Linked DNA regions of Mus musculus: regions 2, 3, 4 and 5 are each linked to region 1. Evidence: chromatin contacts called from public HiCAR-type and promoter capture Hi-C data. All regions are on one chromosome and are shown on one strand. The core of a region is the stretch at or near the end of the contact, and the rest is flanking DNA. Distances in the headings are between cores, read along the strand shown.

The links. HiCAR-type assays count read pairs that join an accessible place to other places. Capture Hi-C pulls out chosen DNA fragments and counts their contacts.
Region 2: a contact with region 1 is called in a promoter capture Hi-C map of liver, with 2.6 times the contacts expected there. The contact joins the promoter of Dennd4c here to the promoter of Focad in region 1. A contact is called at or near these places in 1 of 115 datasets of contacts at active chromatin or transcription factors (astrocytes) and 1 of 9 other capture datasets (liver).
Region 3: a contact with region 1 is called in a HiCAR-type map of astrocytes, with 2.1 times the contacts expected there. The contact joins the promoter of Plin2 here to the promoter of Focad in region 1. A contact is called at or near these places in 1 of 39 promoter capture datasets (hippocampal neurons) and 1 of 115 datasets of contacts at active chromatin or transcription factors (astrocytes).
Region 4: a promoter capture Hi-C map of liver shows a contact between it and region 1, with 2.9 times the contacts expected there. The contact joins the promoter of Mtap here to the promoter of Focad in region 1. A contact is called at or near these places in 1 of 39 promoter capture datasets (cranial neural crest) and 1 of 9 other capture datasets (liver).
Region 5: a contact with region 1 is called in a HiCAR-type map of astrocytes, with 4 times the contacts expected there. The contact joins the promoter of Rps6 here to the promoter of Focad in region 1. A contact is called at or near these places in 3 of 39 promoter capture datasets (embryonic stem cells, hippocampal neurons and pre-B cells), 2 of 484 Hi-C or Micro-C datasets (B cells and muscle stem cells) and 4 of 115 datasets of contacts at active chromatin or transcription factors (astrocytes, embryonic hindbrain, embryonic stem cells and 1 more).

What each region holds. Positions count from the first base shown.
Region 1 is chr4:88,092,780-88,096,775 of GRCm38.p6, reverse strand. Focad (focadhesin) reads right to left here and starts at 2,146. Exons shown (of 44, transcript NM_001081184.1): 1 at 2,101-2,146.
Region 2 is chr4:86,746,295-86,750,281 of GRCm38.p6, reverse strand. It overlaps Dennd4c (DENN/MADD domain containing 4C), which reads right to left and starts at 1,727. Exons shown (of 32, transcript NM_184088.1): 1 at 1,370-1,727. It overlaps Gm6521 (predicted gene 6521), which reads left to right and starts at 878. Exons shown (of 1, transcript NR_168733.1): 1 at 878-2,757.
Region 3 is chr4:86,668,024-86,671,731 of GRCm38.p6, reverse strand. It overlaps Plin2 (perilipin 2), which reads left to right and starts at 1,673. Exons shown (of 8, transcript NM_007408.3): 1 at 1,673-1,787; 2 at 3,027-3,082; 3 at 3,170-3,365. The coding sequence starts at 3,053.
Region 4 is chr4:89,135,349-89,139,277 of GRCm38.p6, reverse strand. Mtap (methylthioadenosine phosphorylase) reads right to left here and starts at 1,908. Exons shown (of 8, transcript NM_024433.2): 1 at 1,754-1,908. The coding sequence starts at 1,786.
Region 5 is chr4:86,854,856-86,858,721 of GRCm38.p6, reverse strand. Rps6 (ribosomal protein S6) reads left to right here and starts at 1,355. Exons shown (of 5, transcript NM_009096.3): 1 at 1,355-1,401; 2 at 1,863-1,994; 3 at 2,366-2,576; 4 at 2,709-2,855; 5 at 3,767-3,866. The coding sequence starts at 1,396.

The DNA of each region.
Region 1 (3,996 bases), core at 897-3,396:
CTCTCAACATTGTGTGACTTGAAACAGATTAAAAATCTTTTTTACACACTTTCAAATTTTGTAATCTAGTGTGTGAAATGAATGGGATCTACATTTTTAAAAAGGTTGAAATAATTTTTATAGAGGAAGCTGACAAACAACACTTGTCCAATTAGCTTAGCAATTCTTATTTACCATGATGGAAATGGTACACATAAATTCTTCTCAATTAATTGCTATTTATAAGTCACAGATTTAAACTATACTTCTAGGGCTAAGCTGTATTTTATCATATGAAAGAGCTCTATACTAATAGTGATTATAATTGATTTACATCTCTAATTAATATTAATTCAACTAACAGTTTATGGACAATGTCAAATATCATGAGGCTCGGAATATCAGAATAATTACCTTTGAAATCATTTTATACTAGAAAAGGGTGATCTCTACTATGTGTAAATACCATTAATCAATTACCATAAGAAAAATCTATCACATCTATACAGGTATTTGTTACCTTGAAGTAACAATTTATTTACTTTTGGATTATTAGGCCTCAATTAGAGCCATCAAGCAATTAAAACCCACCAAATAGTAACATGATACAATTTTAAATTATTTCAATTAAAAAAGAAACAAAAAAAAAAAACTAAGCAAGATATGGAAAACAAAGAAATGTGAACTGTTAATAAGATTAATTTGGTAAGTAAATAATTCAGTTGTTTTGGCTATCACTTATCACCAAAGCAAGTCAAAAGCTTTGAAAACTGCATTCTTGTCCAGTTATCTCTATGGAGTATTTTTATATATAACAAAAAACTTCATGATTATTACACTTCAAAATTTAGATGAGTCATGGTACTTTCTTTGCAGAAACTGGATGTCAATCAAAATTGTAACCATGCACTCACTCGCTTGCTAGTCAAGTGTTTGTGAACAGAAACACTTGTCACTGGAGCATAAAATACACAATCATAAATGACATCATGTGTTTTTTACTTAGTTGGTTCCCAACTGCTAACACCGTTCAGTAAATCTTGAACATTTGTAAATTTTGTAAAATTTGAACATTCCAAAATTACAGAATACTTGTAATCACATCCCTTTACTTTTCCATAGGAAGCACTAGGATCACCCCTCAGGGCCAATGGGCTTTAGGGTTTATTAGAAGGAGAGGGAAAAGCAAAAAACAAAATTAAATAAATAAATAAATAAATAAACCAAAGCAACAAAAAAAAAAAAAAAAAAAAAAAAAAAACCCTTGGAATAAGGTCCAAGAGAGCTTCATCTTTTGCATCTAAATCTAGATCCTAAAAATGAACCACAAAAAAAAAAAAAATCCATCTCAAATCTTGTCAACTCAGACACTAGCACTGGCATATTAAATGCAAGCAAAGGCAGGTACTATCTATCCACCAAGGAACTCATTTTAAAAGTTTGCAATGAATGAGTCAATGACGGTATGATTTCACTGGATCCAAAACTACAAACAAGGGGTCAAGGCACCATGGCTGAAACAAACTGGGATTAAGTCCTACACAACCGCAGGCGCCTGCAACCGCTGAAGCCCCACAGAAAAACTCTTCAGAGCCAGAGACCTGAGTCAGAAAACAGGCTCTGCTCACCCAAGAGCCTTTGCATTAAAGTGGACAAAAACTGCGTCTGAGTCCCGGGGAACTCAGACAGTCACCCCAGGCCAGACAAGAGGACACCAGGATCTCTGGCGCTGCCCCGAACCAGCGACCGGGTTAAGGAGGGGTGACAACCGCAACCTGAGGCAGGTAAGCTAGACAGATCGTGCCAGCCTCTCCGGCTGCCAAGCCCCTCCACTGCCAGCGGGTCCTGGAGCCTTACACCAGGGAACCGCTTGAGGCCAGATCCTCCGGGAGCCGGACGCTTCGCTGGACCAGCAATAGGGGCAGCAGGTCAAATGCCCTGCCCGCCTCACGCGACGCCACGGCCTTGCCGCCACATGCTCCGCCGCGGGCCTGCACCCCAGCCCAAGTGGTCCAGCTTCGGTCGCCCTCGCCCCCGTGACCGCGGCTGCAGCCGGACCCGATGCGGCAACTGCCCACCCGGCTGCCGCCGGTGGACGGTCAGCCACGCCGCATGGCTTACCTCACTTCTGCCACAGGCACAGCCTGCTCCCGTGCCTGACGTGTCCCACGCACCGCCTCCACCGCTCGGAGGCGGGTCCTGTCGGAGACAGCCAATACGAAACCTACTTCAAGAACCAGTCCCGCCTCCTCTGCTGGGATGCCCGCCCCCTCGCGCGCATGCGTGACAAGGCCTTGGCGGCTCACTGCAGTTAGATGTTGAAGTGAAGCTGGGTCCCAGCCCTAGCCACAGCCAGACTTCGCAGGGGTGCAGGCTGATCTTCAGGCTCTGGGATGTGAAAGCAAAGGATCCTGTCTGGAGATGCCACTGCACAGAGCCAGGGAGTCCTGTTGGCAGCTTTAGGAGATGCAGGACAGCTTCTTGATATTTGGAGATTTTGTAAATCCTCGTGACTGGAGTGGGGAGGAGGGGCAGGGGGAGCGGGGTTGGAGTACTCATGATAGCTAGGGTTCAGAGCCAGCTTGCTTCCTGGAGCTGCTGCTCAGTGACTTCATTTCTTCCTGCTGTGCCCTTGCTTCTACTTGTATAGTTGTCAAGGCCCAGGAATTTCTGCTACGGGGGAATTTGATCTAAAGAGAGCTGGCTCAAAGAACTTTACCACGACTATTATTGTTATATAACATTTATTATAGCCAAGCATTTTCTTTAGCGAAATAGGAAGGAATGGTCCCACAGGGGAAGTCTGTGACACCTGGCACAACGCAGCAGAAACGAAAACAACTGCGTTTATAAATAAATAAATAAGTTAAAAGGAATAGAAATCTATTACCTGACTGTTTCTGAAACCCCATGCACTTTTAGAAGCATTAGGACGCTTTAAAAGAAGCCTGGGTACATCTCTAGAGATTCTAATTCTGTGGTAGGAATTTAGCAAGCAGTTTTGTAAGTTAAATTTGCAAGGTCATTATAATATGCTAACAGGAAATTCTTGGTTTCCTATACTTCACCTCAGAACAATAATTACATTCCACACACCATCTCTAGATCTTCCAATAACTTATAATGCATTCATTCTGTAAGAATTTATCTAAATTAATTTTGAACATGTTCCTGTATTCAATCGCTTATATCCTTGGGGACATGGGAGTTCTGTGAGATTTATAATTACCTTTTTGGTTTTATTAGTTTGATGATATTCCCATAAGTTTTCCAACTACACAAGTACAAATTTTAGGAACATTTTAAATTTGTTTCCTTTGTCTATTCCTGTATTTGGTTTTTTGAGACAGGCTCTCATTTTGTAGCAAGCAGTTTTGTAAGTTAAATTTGCAAGGTCATTATAATATGCTTTTTGTAGACAAGACTGGCCTCAAAATCAGAGATCTGCCTGCCTCTGCCCCCCAAGTGCTGGGACTAAAGGCATGGGCCACACCCCTGGCTTATTCCTGTGTTTCTTGAGGCTCACTTGTTCCTAATCGAGCATGTAGTTATGTCTGGTATACTGTTTTAAGTATATCAACTTATTTAATTCACAGACCAAGTTGAATAGTAAAGTTATTACATTTTTTTCAAATAAGGAAACTAAGCACAAAATATGAAACACTTTGACCAAGGCTATTTACCTAGCTGATACATTTGAAACCAGCCATCCTGTTCTCAATAAAGTGTCTGTCTCCAAAACTGATAGTTTAGGATCTTGTGGGGAAATACTTACTCTGAAAGATCTTAGCCCATTTTTGACTCCAATGAGAAAATATCTTACTGAGTGAATATATTACAGATAATAAAAAATGTATCCCTCATTCGATAGGCTAGAAAGTCCCAAGCCAGGAATGAGCAGATTTGTCATCTGGTGTGGGGCTTGCTCTACAGACAATACCTTCTCAGTGCCCTCCTATAGCAGATGGGGTAAAGACTCCCAACACTGTTTTTGTTTCTTTGTATTTTCTCCCTGAT
Region 2 (3,987 bases), core at 478-2,977, 1.3 Mb after region 1:
CAAAAATCAAATGACATGGGATCACTTCTCCAAGACCGGTAATAAAGAGGATTAGACCCCTTAATCTCAATCCATTTCTTTATAAATAGTAAATGGTCAAAGGAGTGGACTGAATAGCAGAAAACCTATTGCCACTAACTAAAAGAGCAATCCAGTAAGAGGCAGGTCATATTCATGAGCACAAATCTAAGATTATGTCTGAGATTTCTAAGTTCCCAGTCTTATCAAGAAGGCAGTTTGCTAACTTTTTAACATTAATATTGAGAGCAAAGCAGAAAATATAGTGGGTTTTATGGTTATAATGACTATGATAAAAAGTTTTCCTTTTGCAAATTTTTTTTAACAAAAAAGTCACATAATGAGTTCTAGATTCGAGGTAGTTTAGTATATTTACATGGTTATCAAATCAAATGAAATGTTTACTGAAAACCTGGCCAACAGGACACTACACCTAAGGATCTTTTCTAGCTTGCTTCTTGGAAGCATGGAGATAAGACGGCAAGACCTATTTCTAGGGACTCGAGTTTGCACACAATTAAGTAGCCTAAGTACGTCAACTGCTCAGACTACAGTGCATGACCTCTCTAGACAAAATCGCACAGCAAGTTGTGCTCTCAGTAGGCAGGAATGACGCCTTCTCTCACATTTGCTCAAGTAACTACAGTAACTGCCTTAAATTTTCCCGTGTGAAACCAACGAAATTTGAAGGGGAGCGGGGGTTGGGGGGGCGGCATTTTAAAAACTGGGTCATTCCTTATTTGTTCTCTCCAAGCACATTCTTCGGGAGGGAAACGGCCTACGAATCACAAAAAGGGGAGGGGGAAGAGGTGACAGCATCTCCAATGCTTTAAAGTTACGGCTCTTACAAGAGTCAGCACTTAGGGGCTCATTAGTTGGCTTTATTTGAGTTTAGTCACTCCAGAGCTGAATGGAGCCTTCCTATAAGTTATCCCCAACAAAGCAGCCCTAAACATCAGCCACGGTCCGGCAGAGGAGGAAATGCCCTGGATTCACCTGCGGCACCTGCCTGCACCCCGGTACCTCCACCTCCGCAGCGTCCACGGATCCTTACGCTCCACCCCAGCTGCCACCGCTCAGCACCCCGCCGGCCGGGCCAGGGCCGGAGAGCCTGGTTCCCGCCTCACCCCGGCGGCAGAGGCCAGGCCCGGTCCCTGCACCGAGTCGATCCTCTCGAGGCCCTCCGGCCGCAGCCTCTCCGAACGGCAGCCCGCGGGCTCCGGGGACCTCCCGCCCACTCACTCAGCGACTAGGCCAGCCGGCCGCTCCCCTCCTCCCGCGCGGTCCCGCACGCTACCTGAGCGGCCTGGCGGAGCGGGAGGAATCGGGCAGGGCAGCGGTGCGGACTCACCTGCGCCGGCCCAGTCGGCGACTGTCCGACACCGGAGCTTCCTGGGGTGAGAAAGCGCCGGCTACGCGGCCTGGGCACCCTCCGCTGGCAGGGCCGGGACTCCGGGGCCCCTCTGCGCCTGCGCCTCCGCGCGGCCGGGTCTCCAGGGGACAGCCTGCAGCGAGGGCAACTGCCGACCGAAGGGCTCGCGGGCCGCGGGCGCTGCGGGAGGACCGACGTCTAGGCACTGCCCGGGGCGAGACTGTCCGGACCACAGACCGCCATGTTTCTGTTCCCTATTCTTTTTTGCCTTCCCTTCCTTCCGCTCTTTTCCACAGAACACCACTTTCCCTCCCTCCGTCCCTCTCCCTTTCCTTCTGCGGGGGCGGTAGAAAGGACGCGGGGGGTGGGGTCCGAGGTCGGACCCGCCCCGCTAGAGCCACGCCCCTGTGGTTGGGCTCCACCCAGAGGTTGACCCACGCCCCCAGACTCCTACCAAGCCTCAGGCTCAGGCCACGCCTCTGCGCTTGTGCCCCGCCCCGCGAGCGCCCTCCTCCTGGCAGAATTCTGGCGGACCTCGGGGCGCTCCTTAGAATCCCGACGCCGAAGCGAGAGTCCTCCAGCTCTCCTGGCGCTAGTTGTAACCTTTCTGTTTGTTCTGCGGTGTTTTGTTTTGTTTTGTTTTGTTTTGTTTTGTTTTGTTTTGTTTTGTTTTGTTTTGTTTTGTTTTGTTGCGGTTGCCTGTGGCAGGTGACTACCGCCTCTCCAGGCTCAGGTTTTCAGAGAATGAGAAAGTGACTTAGAATAGCTCAAGGTCAATGAAAGAAAAAAAAAAGCCTAGAGAGACTTGCAGTTTCTCTTTAGTAGAGGCTGGAAGTTCCACCCATAATTGTGTGACCCCAAAGTCTGAGTGACACTGGAGGGCTGCCCTTCTCTAAGCCATCCAAAGACCTCTGAGAGACCTTAGCTGCGTTGTCTTTCTCTACTTCTATCCAGATTTTGATAACGCCAAACGAGTAACTCTTTAGTTTAGATAATCGTAATTTGCTGCCTCTCAAAGGTAACCTAGATCTCGAGGTAAACATTCTGAAGCTGATGGTTGTGAGCCTCAGGACAGAGTGCTGAGGATTTGACTCTGGTCCTAAAGAGAGCAGCAAGTACTCTGAAATAATAATCTCTTTAGCACCCAATTTTCAGTTCTGCAGGTACTGAAGGACGGAATTGGAGAGTCTTCACTGTAATGAAATTTTGACAAAATATTTTAATTTGTTTTGTTTGTTTGGCAGAAGGTAAGGTGGTGTGTAGGGTCTCACTATTTAGCCCTGGCATTTCCTGCAAGTCTTATTTGTAAATCAGGCTGGCCTTAAACACTCACCCTCCATTGCTGGAATTAAAGACTTGTGCTACCACTTGGTGACAATTTTTTTAGGGTATCAATTTTTCAAGGAACAAATAGCTTAAAATAAGTTACAACTTTTTTCCTCTTGGCAAAAGACAGATTAGGCGGCAGGGGTGGCTGGGGGGGGGGGGAGTAGAACAAAAGTGACTGATGTTTTTGAGCATGTCTTAGTGAAACCCTTTTCTTTGTATGCTGTTAAAAATTTCATTAAGCCGAGCAGTGGTGGCGCATTCCTTTAATCTCAGCACTTGGGAGGCAGAGGCAGGCATTTTCTGAGTTCGAGGCCAGCCTGGTCTACAGAGTGAGTTCCAAGACAGCCAGGGCTATCTATACAGAAAAAAAAAAACCTTGTCTCGAAAAACAAAAAGTTCATTAAATTATTTTAAATATGTGTGCGTAGCGGGTGAACTCCCGTGTTCATAGTGGTCACTTTGCTGAGAGTTTCTCTTTCATTTGCTCACGGTTTTTGCTAACAAGTGTAATAATGTTAAGTCTGGTTGATATGTGCCTGGTTGTCTATTTCTGAAGTTAACTGCAGGTTTGAAAAGTTTTGGCTTTTGACTTCTATAGCAGACACCATTTTCCTAACCACATTCGCAGTCAGAATTGATTCAAGAAGAAACAGTGATATAAATATGGTTCCATTAACAATAGTTAGGAGTTGATCTAGGGCCCTGGAAGCATCCTAACAGTCCAGCCAGCAGAAACGTTAAGGGACACATTCATATTTGAAAACCTAGCTTGTGGACTTCTTTTTTTGTTTGTTTGTTTGTTTGGTTGGTTGGTTTGGTTTTTTTCGAGACAGGGTTTCTCTATATAGCCCTGGCTGTCTTGAAACTCACTCTGTAGACCAGGCTGGCCTCGAACTCAGAAACCCACCTGCCTCTGCCTCCCAAGCGCTGGGATTAAAGGTGTGCGCCACCACTGTCCAACCAACTTGTGGACTTCTTCTACTTCCTCACCAAGGCTTCCAAAATGTTTAATCGGAGCTATGGGTTTAACTTAATAGGAGAGAACTTATTCGGCTAGAGTGAGACCCTAGGTTGGATCTGTCCCTCTGATGGCTGCATATCACTAGCCCTCAGGCACTGAAAGGGCCTCCCCTTCTCCCCATCCCCCATTCTCTGGGACTTGTAAATCAGAAGGTCAGATGCTAGAGAGATGACTTACCTGTGGTACTTTGAAAATGCTTGCCCCAGGGAGTGGCACTATTTGGAGGGTTGGCCTTGTTAGAGGAAGT
Region 3 (3,708 bases), core at 424-2,923, 1.4 Mb after region 1:
GACTCCTGAGCCATGACCCACAGGTTGAGAACCTCTGACTTAGAATAATACCAAAAAATAAAATTAAATTTAAAAAAAGGATGTAGTTGATTGTTCTCATTTTTACATCATCATCACTATCAGAAGGAGAATTGTGGGGTGGTTTGGTTTGGTTTGGTTTGGTGGGGTCAGTGTCTTGCTGTGTAGCCTGCCTGGTTTGGTATTCACTATGTAGCTCAACCTAGTCTCAAACCTGTAATCCTCCTGTCTCAGTCTCCTGAGTGCTTTGGCTCACAATCAGCTAAACTTCAGCTCCTAGCAATCCAATGTCCTTTTCTAAAAGGTCTCAGATGACATCTGCACAGATGTGGCATACATACATACATACATACATACATACATACATACATGCATACGCATGTAAAACACAATCTTTAATAAAAACATCCAGAGCATCTTTGGACTTCCAGACATTTCTTCTTTTTCTTTTTCCTTTATAATTATACGGTGGTGTCTTCCAGTGCCTGCAATGGATTGATTCAGGCACACATATTAATGAAGCCAGTTTGGCTCTTTGGACCTTTGAAAAAGTAAGCAGCGCTTGTGTGTATGCAACTTTGGGGAAATGATTGACGTGGAGGTGAGTGCTGCCCAGAGTTCAAATTCCATAGCTCCAAAGGCACCTTCCACAAGCCCCGGTTAGTAGGGCCCAGCACTGTTGCTGTTGCTCTTATTACATATTCTGGTGACAGGGGATCTATGTAGCTAGGGCACAAGAGCTTCCTTCCTATCTTCAACTGTTCCTTCTAGTTTCCCTTGCAAGGAACTAGAAGGCCTGCACCTGTATCTTTTTCCAGGAAAGAAATTCCCTGAACCCTTATGACTCCAGATGGCTGTACAACTTTCAAGATCAAATAACCCAGTTCACGTCCCTGCCCTCTCGACAAGGATTAAAAAATGATTCAGACCACTTAAAAATATTGCATAAGTCACGATAAAGTTGGCCATCTTCCTTAGTTGTTGGCTGATATCACTAAGGAGCAATTTGGAATTGTTTTACTAAAGAAAACACAGAAGAGAGGCTCAAGCTTTGCTTGTGGAAATTCAGATCAACCTTTTAATTAGAAGCTTTTGATAAGTTGTCTCTCTTTGAGAACGGTATTTTTTCTGGCCTAGAACTCACAACAATCCTCCTGCCGCAATTTCCCTAGTGCTGGCTGGGGATTACAGACCAGAGCCGCCACATCCCATGGATGAATTGTTTACATCCATAGAGCAGTAAACCAGAAGTCCCTACAGGTCATTAACGTGTTGGAATTCCACACATCTTTGTAACTTTCTTGACTTAAAGTAAAAGGTTAGAACCCGAACTTCCAGTTTTGAAGTGGTCTTTTCTGAAGACTCTGGTTAATTTGTCTGCATTTTCCAAAACCCCAAGACGCCCTGCATCTTTGCAATGCAGCTTTCAGGACCCCTGACCTAAGTCAGACAGCAGAAGGCCTCGCCCCGGCTGGCTCCTGCTCTTCTTGTACTGATCTGGGATCTCAGGGCACTGGGCTCAGGAAACCAAGGAGGCCCCCGATATTGTGGCACCAGGTTGGGGTTCCCACGCCCTCATCCCCAATGAGTGGCCCCAGAGTCCCAGTCCAGCCCAGCACAGGGTTCAGCGGCCCCAGGCAGCTGGGCTATCACGTGGCTCGGAGGCTTGGGCGGGGCAGTCAAGCGATATTTTAACAGTCGTTCTGGCCGCTTTGCTGTGTGGTGATCTGGACCGTGCGGACTTGCTCGTCCCTCAGCTCTCCTGTTAGGTAGGTCCTGCACCAGATCTGGCCCTCAGGCCGCTGCTGCTCTGCCTGCACTGGGCTCGGAACTGCAGCAATGGGTCGGTGGGGGAGGAGGGGGGAGGGAGCAGCCCCGGGCTGGTTGGGAAAGCTCTCGCTTTTGTTCTAGAGTTTTCCTTTCTGTTTGCACGTCCTTCTGTGGTAGAGCAACTTGCATTTGTCCGGTCGAGGTTTTATTTAAATGGAAACACCTCACAGAAGAACTTATAAGGTGCATAGTGAGAATTGTCTGGGTTTCCTTTAGTGTCCCACTAGGCAGCACTGGCTGCCCGCAGGCTCTCTATGGTCCAAGCTGGGCTGAAACTCTTGCTCCTCCTCTGCCTCAGCCCCACCTCACCCTTGGAAAACGGAAGGAGATATTTTATGGGCTGCTCCTTGGTATAGATACTGCTCGAAGCTTCTGCTTTCTGGACAGTTCTTCCTAAGGAACTGGGACTTTGGATTGGAGGCAGAGCAGTCTAGACAGGTTCTGTTGCTGGGCAGAAGGCAGTTTCATGTGGGTGTGGGTCACTGGGGATAGGAGATTTTACAGTTCCCTGGAGTGACTTTCTTGAGCTCAGTCAGCATTAAGGCAGCCACTGCTGGTTTCAATCTTGTTCACAAGAGTGGTAAACACCCTCAAGTATCAGTTTGATAGTCCTGATGCTGAGAGCCCGGCATGGTGGCCTGTACCTAATACCAACACTAGTGAAGTAGAGTAGAGAGAGTCAGCCTGGGCTTTAGACAGGCAGAGACTAAGTATAGCAAGGGCCATCTTTAATTCTAGCACTTGGGAGGCAAAGGCAGGTAGGTCTGGTGAGTTCCAGGCCAACCTGGCTAGCCAGGACTGTTACAAAGAGAAATACTGTCTCAGAAAGCCTACAGAAATAAATCCATTAACTAATTAAGGGCAGGTGTTTGGGGGAATCTAAGATGTCTTCTGTTTAAATGGAATTTTCTGCCTTTTGGGTTAGCATTTTTGAGAACAGGCATTTCAGAGGCATTTCTAGTGTCCCATTTAAGAGACAGGACAATGACTACTCTTTCCTATTGAAAGTGTGTAAACAGCCCTGGAGCCTCCAGTCAGGTTGTTGGCCTTGAAAAGGGCTCTGAACTAGAGGGGTGGGGTTGGGGAACTGAAACTGTCTATGCTGGAATTGTGGGCCTGCCTAGGTTGGGACAGGAATTGGTCCTCAATGTTCTGAAACCAGTTTCTTTTCTCTCCAGGCGTCTCTTTTCTCCAGGAGGAAAAAATGGCAGCAGCAGTAGTGGATCCGCAACAGGTATGATTTTTTTTAAGTATTCGTTTCTTGGTCCTTTTTCCTTTCTTGTGATTTGAGTCATTACTATCCACTCCTCCGTGTTTGCAGAGCGTGGTGATGAGAGTGGCCAACCTGCCCTTGGTGAGCTCTACCTACGACCTTGTGTCCTCCGCTTATGTCAGTACAAAGGATCAGTACCCGTATTTGAGATCCGTGTGTGAGATGGCCGAGAAGGGCGTGAAGACCGTGACCTCTGCGGCCATGACAAGTGCCCTGCCCATCATCCAGAAGCTGGAGCCACAAAGTGAGTCTAGATTCTGCGGTCAACACTGAGCCCAAGGGACTGGGTAGGGTGAGTGCTAAGTCACACCAGGGATCCCCCAGGCCTTCCTGAAGCACAATCCCTCCTCTACCCAGAAACTGTCTGCTGACCTTCCTTCACACGGATGGGCTCTTCACAGCCATACCGGTGCTCACTCTTATTACTCTAATAGAAACTTCCCAGCCAGGCGTGGTGCTCACACCCCAGCACTTTGAAGGGAGGTGAAGAGGTGTCAGTTGAAGGCAGACCATGGCTACATAGTGAACTGCAGGCTGCCTGGGCTGTATGAGACAGTGTCTCAAAAAGGAAAAACAAACAAACAAAC
Region 4 (3,929 bases), core at 659-3,158, 1.0 Mb before region 1:
CCCCAGCAAGGGTGCTGAGGGTCCAAATTCATGTTCTCACACTTGGGCAGCAAGCACTCCAGAGACGGAGCCACTTCACTCTCGCGCTAAGATATCGTTTTTATAGGTTATTTTGCTCTGGATAGGGACCCTTCCTGTTTTCTATGTGGGGTGCTGCCTTAGCAGTTTGTGGAATATGGTGTTGGCATCATGATTTTTTATTAGCAATGTTCTCACCTGTTGCAATCTCAAGAAGAGAACTCAGCAGGTATTCCGAGCACCATTTATATCTCTAAGTTTTATTTCAAAAGCTTGCCAAGATAAAAAAAATACATATCATTCAATATTTACATAGCTCTTTCTGCTCTTAAGTGGACCACATTCATTTTGCAGGGAAACTGTGTGTTGGGCAGAAGGCTAACCAGATTAAAGCAAATTCTTTCTGTTGAGATATGCTGGTCCTTGCACAGATAGTATTATCCTGACTGGACTGATTAAGTGTGAAGTTCTAGCTATTTGGTTTTACTCACATTGTGGGACAGAGATGACAAATAGATCTATCTTCAAATCACAGGCCTCTACCTCAGTGAAATTTCCAGCCCACAATATGTTAAAATCTCCACTTTATAAATAAGTACCTACTGTACCTTGCACATGAAGACCCTTTCTGCCCCGTTCCTGCTGACTGGAACCATGGCTTTCTATAAATGTAAATAATCCTTTTCAAAATGGAGAAAAGAAAAAGTTGGCCCCTATGACCGAATGCAGCAACCTCACCCTGAGTGGTTCATGAAGCCCTGCAGGGCCCCAGTATACAATGCCCTGGCACGCTGAAGGCTAAATGCAGAGATGGGCCTCTTGCAAGGGCATCAAACGGCACTGCAGGCAATCAAAAGGATGCCTGAAGAAAACTGTGCACTTCCTGTAGCATGGGTCAGAAATTCCTAAACTGAATCAAATTAACTGCGTTCTTGGCTAATAATAAACAGCCTAGAAAGGACTTAAACACCAGTGTTTCCTGGGCTCCGTTATTCCACTCTCTACCCATCAATCAGGATGTGTTTAAAACTCCCCAAGGGAGGCTCACTCCAACTCTCAGAACTCATGCTCTCATCTGGCCAGCTGTTCCCGGCGCACAAGAGTCCCTTGTGTCCAGATCTCTGGGGACCTAAGGCCTAAGAAAATAACTCTAACTTTCAAGGTTGGAAAGCGGTTTATAAGACAGAGGCCTCCAGTCTGAGAGCGGTCCGCGCTCTGTTTCAGTATTTAAAAAGTCTCAGAGCTCCCTCAGCTCTGCGCTGCCGAGGTAAAACAAAGCAAAAGGAAATCTAAGTTTGGAGGGGGAAATGAAGCCGAAGCATGCAAAAGAGCAAGTGCCAGCTCTCCCACGTGGGCCTAGTCAAAGTAGCGGAAGCTTAAGTCCCGTAAGACTAGAGGGACCGACGCAGCAGCCGCAGGAGCTGAGCCACGCGCCAGCTCCCGCCTGGGGGGGAGTGGTACTAAAAGAGGGTGGCAGCGGGGCGCAGTCCCCTCCATCATCCCGCTCCCCCTTCTATTACCCCACTCCCCATCAGAGCCCCGGTTACCACCGCTCGGGCCCGGAATGCAGATGAGTTCAAAGGCTGGGGACATCGGGGTGGCGCTGGGTGCCGCGCGCCCTGTCCCCTCCCTGCTGAGCGGTGGGTGGGGGGCGCTCCGGCTGGGGACACAGCCTGGAGGCTCGAGAAGGAACCCTGCAGGGCTGGCCCATTCACAGCTTGTAGGGTGATCTCACCTTCACCGCCGTGCAGGCGGAGCCCGAGGCCATGTCTGCACCAGGGAAGTCCACAGCGGGCCGCAGCGTGGGACCGGGAGGAGACTGCGGGGCCGGCGTGGCGCGGGAGTGAGCAGTGCGGGGACCCACGGGCTCTGGCTCCTCCTCTTCCTCCCGGGGAGCGCGGGATTGGCTGTTCTCCTCCACCCTCCTCCTCAAATCAGGTTCCCGCCTCCCGTCCCTCTTGCAGAGTTTTCGGCTTCTCGGGGCTTCTGTTGTTACTGTGCAGCCTGATGGCGAGTCTATGATCAAGATAGAAAAGCCACTTAGGATGTGCTTGTCACTTTGTCTTTTAACTGTTTCACAAGAACATGGTGAGGTAGCGCATTACTGCCAGTTCTGCGGCGACTTGGCTGCCCCGGTGGCCAGGGCTGTAAAATCAGGGCCTGCCGCATTCCTGGGCTTTGGGGAGGGCGGAGGGAAACTGAAGAGTGCTAGCTTGAGATTCCCGCCCCCCACAGCTCTGATTTACAAACTGGTTTATTTAGCTTCTGTTTGGCGGGGAGCTTTTAAGGAGGCAGGACCCTCCCCAACACCCAGCCTGATGCTACCAGCAAGGGGCATTTTTAAAATTCCTTTATACAATGGCTAGTGATGCAGATTTGTAATCCCACTCACTCATGAAGTCTGGTCAGCAAGCAGTATGGCAAGTTCAAAGTCTTACTTGGTTACAGAGTGAGTTCAAGACCATCTTGAGCAATATTAAGAGTCTATCTCAAAAATAAACAGAGGGCTTGGTATTTAGCTCAGCACTAAAGTGTTTATCTAGCATCCAAGGAGACACTAGCTTCAATCCTCACTCCAATAAAATAAGCAAAAATTAAAACAAAACTTTCTATGCCAGGGCAGCATACGGTACAGCAGGATTCAGGTCAGGACCTGTGTCTCTGTGATGCAATACCAGCAAGACCCACTCTGACCCCAGCGACCTTTCCCCTGGATACTCTCTCTGAGAGGCCCTATCCCTTCTCTACTAGGACAATTCATTATAGCCTTTGATGGTACAAGCTGCGCCAAACAAAATGCTGGGCAGCAGCTATCTTTTTTTTTTTCTTAGTTTATTTCATTATTTATATGTATGCACACACAAATACCTGCAGGTGTGTTTGTGTTTGTGTGTGTGTGTGTGTGTGTGTGTGTTTGTCCAGAACCCAGCCTGAAGCTGGAGTAACAGGCAACTGTGAACTGCCTGATATAGATTCTGGAAACCGAATTTACCTCTACAAGTGCTCTTAACCCCTGAGCCATCTCTCCAACCCTGGGTGACAGCTATCATTTTTTAAGGTTTATTTATTACTATATCTAAGTACACTGTAGCTGTCGTCAGATGCACTAGAAGAGGGCATCAGATCTCATTACGGATGGTTGTAAGCCACCATGTGGTTGCTGGGATTTGAACTCAGGACCTTTGGAAGAGCAGACAGTACTCTTAACAGCTGAGCCATCTCGCCAGCCCTGGGTGACAGCTATCTTAAGGGTGGTCCCCCGAGATATAGAAAAAGCTACAAATTTCTCTGTGGTTGGGAAGGAGCCAAGGAAGGAGATTCTGTTTTCTTCTTCTCAGCAGTGTTAACTGAAAGTTCCCAGAGAAAAGGTACCCTCGACTCGCATTCGACGAGGCCGATGAACTAATCAGGCTTGTGGAGAGTTGGAAAGTTTCTGGCCCAGAGCCTACCTTGCCCTGTCTTGCCCCACTAAGTGGTACTTACTATCTGCCTTTCTGTGTGCCTTATTGTCCTTGTGCCTATTGGGTAAATCTTTTGGAGTGTACAAAGCTAGCTCCCACCAATCCCAAAGGCGAGCCTCATCGGTAGCATCTGCAGCCTACACTCTATCCTTCCCTATAAGTCACCTGTGTGATGTTTTCAGGAATACATTCAAAGTGTTTTCCTGTGTGACTTTTGTTGTTGTCGTTGTTCCGTTCCTATGACAACTTGGTGAAACTGTTACTGTCCTGGAACATAATTTGGGTTGAACTAAATCTGTGTTCCCTGCCCTGGCCACTCATGCTTGGGTCCAAAACAAGTTCTCAGACTGTCTTTGGTGTGAGAGCTGGTGTTTATGTCAGTAGTAAAGCAATACCCGTACACCTCCATTTAATGAATCTCCACCTTCTGTTGGTGTGGATGCTGCCTGA
Region 5 (3,866 bases), core at 106-2,605, 1.2 Mb after region 1:
ATACCTCAGTATCACATGCAAGCTCCTCCAACCCCTCTCTCACTTGTGTGCATGTTTGATTCAGGCTCTCACTGTGTATTTCTGCCTACCCTGGAATTTACTATATAGTCCAAGCTGGCAAGAACTTGTGACAGCCGTCCTGCCTGTTTCCATAGTGCCAGGGTTAGAAGCAGGCATCACCAATGGCAGGTCTAACAATCCAAAATTTAAAAATAGGTCACAGGGTCTGGAGAGACATCTCAGTGGTTAAGACTAGTAGCTGGGCTTCCAGAGGACCAGCATTCAATTCCCAGAACCTTCATGGCAGCTGACAACCATCTGTAACTCCAATTCAAAGGGATCAGACCCCTTCTGATGTCTGAGGGCAGAGGCAGGCAGCCATACTTCCAAGGATATTGTATAAAGCAACAAAAATGTTCAACAAGAAAATCAACACACAAAATGTGATCGCGCGCGCGCGCACGCGCGCGCACACACACACACACACACGCGCCTTTAAAAGGAAGAAAAATATAAACTTGAAGACTGCACTCAGTGAAGCCAGCCAGTTATAAAAAGACAACTTCCATTTGATTCCATCACATGATGGACTTACTCAAAATTTTAGAGACAGAAATTGGTGACAGTGGTGAGCAGATGGGTATGATGTACATAGAGACTTTCAGAACAGCCAGGGTTTTATACAAAGACAGTCTCAGAAAAACAAAAGACGAGTTTGAACAGAACTGTGTGTGACTGCAGTAAACAAGCATGGAAATGGTGTTAATTTGTGTTTTGAAAAAAGAGCTGACAACGACGGTGCCGCTCAGTGATGAGCCCCGAGGCTCAATTTCCAATCTGAGTTGTCACCCCCAGCCCAGCCACAAAAGGGACAATTTTGGCAGAAGAAGAGCGAAAGCAGAGAGGCTCAAGACTCTGAGGCATACGATAGATGTCTGTGCTGGGTAAACGTGACTGCTTAGCCTCTGCGGTCCGGCGACTACAGGAGCCACTCAATCGCTGGGATCAGGACAAGATCCCGGATTGGAAATCTTCTGTACGGATGAGGGACCTGACAGCCAGGGCGACAATTCCGGTCGTGCTTTCCCATTTTAGGTACTACTAGAAACCAGGGTCGCAAACGGAGATTCGGCTCCTCAGTAGACCAGTCTGGAAGCGGCTAACCCCGGTGATAAACGACAGACCCCGTCACCAGGAAGGTCCAGGAAGCTAAAATGACAGCTCGCTGCAAACCGGCCTCTCCATAGTCTAGTTAATCTACGCCCGGAAGTAACGCCCCTCTAAAGTCACTTCCGCCGGCTGTTCTCGCGAGAACTTAGAGCGCTATGTGCCCTGGGTTAAGCGGAAGTCGGGCCTCTTTTTCGTGACGCCTCCCAGGCGCTCGGCTGTGTCAAGATGAAGGTAGGCGTCCCCGGCCAGGGCCGAGTGAGGCCGCCCGAGCCCGAGCGTGCGGCACGGCCTCGGTCCCAGGCTCGCATAAGTCCCGCACTAAGTGGAGAAGGATCCGAGGCGGGAGGGAACTCGTTTTGGCGGCCCTGGGACGCTCTGGGAGAGCGGATGGCGGGCGATTGCAGCGCCGCCGCGGTGGACGTAGCGCCATAGCGGCGCCCGGCTCCGGGCCCGGCACGCGCGGTCCCGAAGCCCCGCTCGCGGCTGGCAGCCTTGCGGCTCTCGAGCCCTCGCCACTCTGCTAGCGGAGGTCTTGAGGGTCGCCCGGCGTCCTCAGCATCCCACAGAGCTCCTGTAAAATGTCCCGTGGATGCGGCGCTTTGCCGGGCGTGGGATCCGAGCCTCGGACGCCCTGCGTTGTCGGCCCGGCTTGGGTCCCTAAGGTTCTCTCTTGTCCCCCTTTAAAACTGTAGCTGAACATCTCCTTCCCCGCCACCGGCTGTCAGAAGCTCATCGAGGTGGATGACGAGCGCAAGCTCCGCACCTTCTATGAGAAGCGCATGGCCACGGAAGTAGCCGCTGATGCTCTTGGTGAAGAGTGGAAGGTAAGGTTGTTACCGGCATCCATGTCCCAGCTTGGCGAGCGCAAGGGCTGTTTTGGGTTAAGTTTCATTAATAGAACCAAGTTTGGGGAAATGGGCCGAAAGGACATGCTTCTTTCTTGCTTGCCGTACGGAATTCAGGGTCTTAAAAAAAGCCTTTCATGTTCATGCTAGTAAAACCGGGGTAGTCAGGGTAAGTCAAAAGGAGAGAGATGGCTAGTTTACCTTAGTTGGAAACGGAGACAAAACGTGAGTGGTTGAAATTGGTCTCAGTTATTCTCCCTAGTCGGGTGTTGAACCTAAGAGGTTAAGAACCTGCACTTAGTAGGTTGGAACTGAACTAGTAAAATGTTGTTATTTTATGTTCAACGCAGGGTTATGTGGTCCGGATCAGCGGTGGGAATGACAAGCAAGGTTTTCCCATGAAGCAAGGTGTTCTGACCCATGGCAGAGTGCGCCTGCTGTTGAGTAAGGGGCATTCCTGTTACAGGCCAAGGAGAACTGGAGAGAGGAAGCGCAAGTCTGTTCGTGGATGCATTGTGGACGCTAATCTCAGTGTTCTCAACTTGGTCATTGTAAAGAAAGGTGAGGCTTTTGTTGAAGCTTGCTTGCTTGTTTATTGAGAGAGATCTGCCTCCTAGGTAGTGGGCATTGGCCCAAGAAGTTGTTTCCCAAGTGATAAACATTTAATGTCTCTATTTTGATTGTTTCTTTAAGGAGAGAAGGATATTCCTGGACTGACAGACACTACTGTGCCTCGTCGGTTGGGACCTAAAAGGGCTAGTAGAATCCGCAAGCTTTTTAATCTCTCCAAAGAAGATGATGTCCGCCAGTATGTTGTCAGGAAGCCCTTAAACAAAGAAGGTAATGGATTTGGGGGGGGGGTGTATTGTGCTACTGCTGCAGCTTTGCTTGCCAGCCCGGAGTCTGGCTTACCAGACTTTATGTTCATGGCTTTGGGGTTAGGAATGGCCAGGATTCTGAGATTACGAAGGCATTCTCATTTTAATACATTTGAAAATCCTTTAAAGCACTTGATGTATATGTAGGGGCTAGAGGACAACTTGCAGGAGAGGATTTTGGAGAGACCGGGTTCTAAGCTGGTGTTTTGGACTTACTGATGACTGGCTCTCGTATTTGTCACCTCTGGGACATAGATTATGGAAGTCAGGAAAAACACTTAAACGTAAGAAAAAATACTATGTGTTAGGCAGCATACTCATTAATGAAGAGTACAGCATCAGGTACACGATGTTACTGTGTCTGTAGGACATGGCTTGTATGTGAGATACAAATAACTCAGGACTGTGGACTTGTACATGTACTAATTAGAGTGGTACTAAAGGAAACGTGTAACTCAGTTGACAAGAGGTTTAAAAATGGTCCATTTCCCCTCATGGACAGAGTGGCTGACCTGTAGCAGAACTTGACTATCCCAGCTTATTTACAAGGGTCCATGAGCTGAGATGACAGCAAGTTTCTGTTCCTAAAGAGACCTGTAATGTGGAGTAAGTGTAAATTCAAAAGGCTAAAACAAATTTTAAAAGTTCTAATAGTAGGCAGAGTCCATCTAAAAGTAGGATTCAAGCATAAATGAAAAAGAATGCAGACCATAGGGTCAGAGTAATACTTTAAAAAAAGGTTTTGAGGACAACACAGGCCTTGGATGAATGGTGGGGGTTGAATGGGGCCTTAGGTGTGCCTGGCTTGAGTTACACCACTGCATAGTCATCCAGCATGGGTGCTGAGAAGTGATTGCTCATCTGGATTTTTAGGTAAGAAGCCCAGGACCAAAGCACCCAAGATTCAGCGACTTGTTACTCCTCGTGTCCTGCAACACAAACGCCGACGTATTGCTCTGAAGAAGCAACGCAC